2 separate regions of the Danio rerio genome follow, and region 1 is linked to region 2. A link is a contact called in public Micro-C data. All regions are on one chromosome and are shown on one strand. Each heading gives the region's core, a stretch centred on a gene start, on an enhancer-like site or on the middle of the called end of the contact. The rest is flanking DNA. Distances are from core to core; before and after follow the strand shown. Region 1 holds the start of bhlhe22 (basic helix-loop-helix family, member e22). Region 2 overlaps ythdf3 (YTH N6-methyladenosine RNA binding protein F3).

What was found. A called contact is a pair of places that touch in the nucleus more often than the background predicts.
Region 1: a contact with region 2 is called in a Micro-C map of caudal fin, with 8 times the contacts expected there. The contact joins the promoter of bhlhe22 here to the enhancer-like site in region 2. A contact is called at or near these places in 6 of 18 Hi-C or Micro-C datasets (caudal fin, embryo, hematopoietic stem cells and 1 more) and 2 of 4 datasets of contacts at active chromatin or transcription factors (embryo and gastrula embryo).

The regions. Positions count from the first base shown.
Region 1 is chr24:28,415,589-28,419,147 of GRCz12tu, reverse strand. bhlhe22 (basic helix-loop-helix family, member e22) reads right to left here and starts at 2,132. Exons shown (of 1, transcript NM_200955.1): 1 at 344-2,132. The coding sequence starts at 1,935. The coding sequence ends at 1,150.
Region 2 is chr24:28,221,600-28,225,116 of GRCz12tu, reverse strand. ythdf3 (YTH N6-methyladenosine RNA binding protein F3) reads right to left here. Exons shown (of 5, transcript NM_199870.1): 5 at 3,387-3,517. Among named protein-coding and RNA genes, the nearest start is that of ythdf3, 16 kb to the right of the region's middle. Within about 2 kb of position 1,441, at least 3 of the 62 cell types and tissues checked have an H3K27ac peak or open chromatin away from gene starts, as enhancers often do. A contact at or near this core is called in caudal fin, where this site is marked.

The DNA.
Region 1 (3,559 bases), core at 883-3,382, 190 kb before region 2:
AACGGGGTGACTAGCCTAAGCTTTATAACACTACCAGACATTCTCATTTGCCGTTGGGTAATGTTGTACATTATGTCTGGTCTTTCCCCCAAATCTTTGTACGCGTTTATATGTCAATAAACGAGCAGAGAATTAAAAAAAAAAACAATCTAAGACACAAATGTTCAATATCATTCACCTAATTCGTTGACTTCAAAATATTAGCTTTAAATGCCAAAGTTTCAAATTTCACAAATGATGCCTTATCCGTAAATAAATATAGGCTACTTTTCTTGCAAATTATTGATCGTATTCTCTAAACCAAGAGCCACGAATCAGAATTATCAGAACACACAACGCATAATACGTTGGATCAAAATATTTTAATAAAGCTTTCCAATACATCAACACATACAAATGCCCCTCATATTGAAACTAATATATCTACACTGCTTCAAGTCTCGACCTGACAACAAGTTAAAACCTCCAAGTCCCTATATTGCCAAACCGCATGTGTGTGTTTATAATAAAAAGCCAAATCGGCGAGATTTACAGCAATGATGACAATGCATAATCAGACCAGGCATGCAGACCCATCCATTAAGAGAAATAAAAAAGTAAAACAACTTTTCTTAAAGAGTCCACCAAACTAACAATATATTAGCTATATTACATTTTTTAAAATCAACAATCTCTGCTAAGCTTTCGGGAAATTACACGTAGGCTACTTTGGAATAAAGTCCAATACGCTGCTTCTCCTTCCAGCCGATGCTTTTAAAACACAGATGTCACTTGAAAGCAAACATTTACAAAACATAAATTGAAAGTAGCACGTATTATTGCAAGGTAGAGTTCAAAAGTTTGGCATCATAAACAAGGTAAAACATGGTTGCATGTTGTCAGGTCATTCTGTAGGGTCCACATTAATTAGCTGTTCATTCTTCATCATCAGACATAGACTTTGTTTGGTTTTAATCCCACGCTCACCAGCACTTAAAGTATAGGCTATACCATTTATGTACACAATCAGTGTTTGTTGGAATGAAGTTGTAAGAAAAGTTTTAGCATTCTTCTATTGTAAAACCGCTGGCAAACATCAGTCTCTCTCTTTTTTTGTTTTCTCAGAGTCAAAAGTTGCGCATGTGCTTCTAGAGTCAGTCGCTGCAGAGTTTAAGGCTTGTCAGTGCATTGCTTACACAGGCTGGAGGTGACATTGTTGAAAAGGGCACATTTGTCTGGACAGGAGGATGCTGCAACTCCTGCGGGGAACGGGTAACCAGCCGGCTGCTCGTATGCGCTTAAACCCGGCGTGAGAGCAGTGGTCGCGGGCAGCGAGGCTGCTGAGATAGCCTGGCCTTGGTTGAGATACGCAACCAGCCGTCTCATCTCCTCCAGCGCCTGCGCCTGCATGAGGATGTAATTTTTGGCTAAGAGCAAGGTGGCGATTTTGGAGAGTTTCCGTACAGACGGACTGTGCGCGTAAGGGATGACCGCGCGCAGCTCATCGAGCGCATCGTTCAGATCGTGCATTCTCCGTCTCTCCCGGGCGTTGATGTTTAGTCTCAGCATTTTCTGCTCTTTGTTTTTCTTACCTCCCTCGGACTTTGCGCCGGGCACCGTCGTTCTTCCGTCCGTCATGAGCATCATCTCGCACCGCTCGTCGCTGTCATCGTCCGGGCTTTGCTCGCCGCCGCTGCTCTCCGCGCCTGAAGTCCTGTTGGCGCTCTCGCCGTATTTCACACACAAAGATCCGGTCGGCAGACCCAGCGTGCCCGCTCGCCCCCCGGGCTGCACCGGGTCCGGGTCGTTTTGCTCGAAACAGCTGATGGGCGACTGGCTGTCCCGGGCGGAAAGATCAATACCCGCAGTCGGTCGAAACGAGTCCATCTTTTTGCTCGAGACGGCGCTGAGAGTTTTGTGAAAAATGTCTCCGCCCAAGTTTATTCTCCTGTCCATAGTCTCCAGAAAGTCGGATGCGCCGCGGTGACAAGGCTTCGCTCAGCCGCTGTCCTCTCCTTAAGTTTCTACTCTCTGAAGTGGAGTTGATGTTGATGGCTGCTCCACTTGTCAAGTGAGGTGTAGAGGCAGTAGCTCCTCCTAAAGTGCTCTACACTGCGTTTATCGTGTTGAGACGCACTTTGTAGATCTCGGCAGCGATCAGCATCAGCAGCAGAAGGGGGAGTCTTTTACATCATTATCTCAAGTCGGCCTATTAATATGAAGAAGATTCGCCTATCGGGAGTGAGCGCGCGCCACCCAATCAGGTTAACGTTTTAATTAATGGGATTAAAACGGTAACAAACAATCCAAACGGGGTTCTCGCAGCTTTGCAAAAGCACCCCAGCTCTTTTATTGCTCTTCCCATCTGCCTAAATCCAATGAACAACTGTATTCAAGCCGTTGCAGGAGATTTGCCGTGCAGATACATGCAGAATAACAACTTCTGGGTTCTACGTTAGCGCGCTATGTTTTAGTTGGACTCGCTTTTCATGTACGTTTGTGTGGCTTATTTTAGACAAAATGTCTAAAAGGTTTTCCGCTAAAAAATCTGAGCATCATCGAACATTTTCTTTTTATCTTGATGTAACAATTCAGGACCACTGATCTCGAGGTAAAGGATGTTTTAATTGAATTGTCTCGAGAAGTAAAGGAAAGACCGTAGAAAAGTGAAGGAAAGCACTGTTATTTCTGTCGTAAGTGCATATTGCATCTGTAATCCAAATATAAAATAAGTCTTACAAGTGCTGTTTGTAACTTGGCTTCATAAATGTATATCACAATATAATAATTTTTTAGATAATTGCAATTAAAATTATTTGTGAATAAATAAATATCTTACAGGTAGAACTTGCATAGATAAAGCCTTTATTTTCTAATATTTGTGGAATTAAATGTATTTTACCCGCATTTGTTGGAAAGAGCTGTGTATTCATCACACAGTGACTGATTGATCTTTGACATTTGTATCAGAAGCATGAATTAAAAACGCAACACTTTAAATAACCGTAATTTCGCGTGTGTGGTTGTAAGCATTTTATAACTGAATTCCTAAAACTTGATCTTCGTTTGGCCTATTTACATCGTATACTCTGCTGTAAGTCACATTGACAGTGTTAATGTGCGAACTTTAGGAACAATGCCATGTTTATGAGATTACGAGAAAACCGCACATTTGTGGGTGCGAGTCGCCCCCATGCGATCATAGTCGGCAACTTTCTTTCTTTCTTTCTTTCTTTCTTTCTTTCTTTCTTTCTTTCTTTCTTTCTTTCTTTCTTTCTTTCTTTCTTTCTTTCTTTCTTTCTTTCTTTCTTTCTTTCTTATTTATTTACACACTTATGTGGCGGGTCCCTGACTATATTTTTATTATATTATATATCAGCAGTAATGTTTAACTGTTTGTTCCTAAAATAGATAATTATCAGAAAACATATTTTCCTTCATGTTTGCACATAAGTCAAAATTGTACATTATTTGTTGCTACTTTTCCCATTATACCAAAAATAAGATTATATTAGGCTGGAAGGTCAGACATGAGCCAAAGTCTGCTTTCCTTTCAGGCTGTCTTCTATTTACTTCATGG
Region 2 (3,517 bases), core at 192-2,691:
ACTGGCTTTAATAAATTATTATATTTTCCTAATCACTTTAATGAGCTCTGTACTTTATATTCAACTTAATAATGTAATATATTGCATCTTTGCTATATTTATGTAAAATACATTGGCACACAAAACTTTTTATATATTAGAATTTTGTGATTTTCTTTTTAATCTAAGCCTAAACCCCTGTTTATTTTTTTAAACATAGCACTGTTGTTGGATTAAATACTTAAACTTACAAAATAAAACGAAGACAGTCCTGGTGTATCAGTGGATAAAGGGAATGACCTCTTGCTTTGCCTTAAAATAGATAACCTATATTTTGAAAAACAAAATTCATATATTTTGGTCTATTTGAAAAGTATTGAAGAATTAAGATGGTGATTCTTTTCTTGAACTGACAGACATTGAAAGAAATGTAGACAAATATGTTATTGCTGTATTATTTAATAATATATTGTTATATTATTTTTTTTCTTTCAAAATGTGTTAAGGTATTTTGAAGGTATATTATTCTTGTTGTATTTTTGTTTTTGTATTATTTCTTTAAACTTAATGAAAAATTTTTTTTTACTAAACTGAAAAATTAATCCTGTCAATTTTAAAATGTTTAATATAAAAAAATATTGTTCAAAAAAAGTTGCATCTGCGTATCTTAATGTATATTTTACATTGATTTGGACATTGAGAGATTTAATAAAATTAAATACATATATATATATATATATATATATATATATATATATATATATATATATATATATATATGTGTGTGTGTGTGTGTGTGTGTGTGTGTGTGTGTGTGTGTGTGTGTGTGTGTGTGTGTGTGTGTGTGTGTTTAAGCCTTGCAAATGCTCCTCAGCAGGTAAAATTGAAATGTGTTAGACAATAGCGCCACCCAATGGAGGATGAACACAGCTCAGGTATAATCTAACCAACAAACGAATGAACTCGTGTGAATTTTTTCCTGTGTAATCTGTATAAAACTGATTTTCATTTTATACAACTCATTTACACATTGCACTTTAAACGAGTATTAGTTTTTCCATAAAATTAGCATCCCAAAAATCATATCTCTAAAATAATGCAGTATTAAATATTACATTTATATTGCATAATATTCTAATTAAAACTAGCTCTGGTAGCTCTGCCTTGCAACACATACATAAATCCAAACCTGCTGCAGTCAAGACAACTTTCAGTATTCGTTTCCATAAATCTATATTTATTTTTTTCAAATCAGATTAATCACATCATACCTCAGTTAGCATCAGCATCGTTAATAAGCATTGATTTACAGTAACCTATACAAACATGGCCTTATACCGAAGCACACAGAGGAAAGGGGGCAGAAGGCGTCTCATTTTGCCACAGTGTCATCGTCGTGCTCACTCCAACCATAAAACGTGAATCCAAATCGCAGAGTCAGGTTTTTCTTACCCACAACCTCCTGAACCGAGAACAGCTTAAAATGGCAGCTTCCAGTCAACAAACAGGAAATAGCAGAGACTGTAATTACTTTGCGTTACTCACAGACGTTTGAGAAGATCAAGTCTTCTCAGAAGAGCCGCTGGAAACATTCAGACCATAGCAACAATATTAATCTATCAATCAATCGATCTATCTATCAATATAATCAAGACCTAAATAGATTGGTTCATTTGCTTGGCCTCAGTATATACTTGCAAACGGCAAAACTGAAAGTTCTCATGCATTATGAATTTGGACAATACAAATAATGTTCTGCATCCATTAAATAAAGAATTGGAAAATCTCGTTCTCTCAGAGTTCTGGAAGCTGGAATACATTCTAAAAGGAAAAGTAAAAATATAGATAAAGTGGAGAAAATTATGTTCACATTGCAGCTTCCGTAATTCAGACTAAATCCTGATTACATTCTGAAAGAGACAAATTCAAAATGTTGGAACGCTAAACGAGGACTGTTTGTTTTAGCTAGCGAGTGGCAATTCAGACAAAAAAAAAAACTATGGAATCGCTAAAGATATACGTTATGTTACTATATGTTACTAATTTTAGGTAGTTAGTAATATATAGGAGAAAACTGCCTCGTTCTCAATAGCTTTTGGCAGTTTAAAAAAAGTCTAAATGTGAGTTCTCTGAAATATTGAATAATAATTGAATAATCTTTATTTTAGTTTGCTAGTCAGAGCTTCAGCAATTCAGACTGAATCTTAATTACAAATTAAAAGAAATCCCAAAGTTTGTATAGCTAAGCAAAGATATTTGTGTTAGCCGAGTCATAGGTGAAAAATATCTCATTCTCTCAAAGGCTTTGCACTTACAAATAAGGTTGGATTTCATTTTGAAACTAAAAATGTGAACAATGTTATGTGAAATGTGAAAATTATGTTCACACTGCAGCTTCAGTAATGTGGACTAAATCCTGATTACATTCTGAAAGAGACAAACTCAAAACATTGGATTGATAAAACAAAATATTAAGCAAGTGAGTCACCTATTAATTCAGCTTCATCAATTCAGACTAGATGCTGATTAAAATATAAAAAAAATAAACAAAATGTGGATTCAGCAGCCTGATCTCACAAGGAAACGCAAGTATTTTACTTTTGTCAATTTAGTGGCTATTCGTACGAGTTCAGGCGTACGAAAATATACAATTTTAAAAAGGAGGCGCGGCCCCCAACCCCGCCCCTAAACCCAACTGTCATTGGAGATAAGCAAATTGCACTAAATTGTCTGAATGAGATTGTGCGAATTCATACAAATTAGCCACTAAATCAAAAAGTTCCAGAAGAGATTCAGCAATTCTGACTTTAGCTGGATTACATTCTGTAACGAAACTCTAAAAACATGGATAATGTGCAGAGTAAATTACGTCTCACTGATTTTCAGCAATTCAGACTGAATCCTGATTACTTTCTGAAAAAGTAAAACTCAAAACTTTGGATCACTAAACAAGGAAAAGTATTGTTTATTTTAGATAGCCAGTCACCTATGGGAAAAAGTCGTCACCTTTTCACTCAACTTCGACAACTCAGACTGGATCCAGATTGCTTAATAAAAGAATTAAAAGTTCTTATTTAGCTTGTTATATAATAGACTTTCTCATTCTTACTGAGCTTTGCCGAAAACATTCTGAAAATAATAAATGTGGCATTGCTAATGTGGCAAGGATACAATTCATTTCAAATCACGAGTCACCAGGATGACAAAATGATCGGAATGAGATTCGGAAATTTAGATTAAATCCTGCTTACATTCTGAAAGGGGAAAATAAATCAATTGTGGGGTCGCAAAACATGGACTATTATATTAGCTAGTAGCTAACTCACCATCAGGAGAAAACTGTTAGCTTAAGAACTTCAGACTTAATCCTGATTGCACTGTGAAAAAAAAAAAACTCAAAACATGGATCGCTAAACATGGATAATGTTTATTTTAGCTAGTGAGTCACCTATAGGAGAAAACTGTCACGTTCTCACTGAGCTTCGGCAATTCAGACTGAATTCTGTTTAGCAGCAGATTAGAATCCTGATCAGTCCCA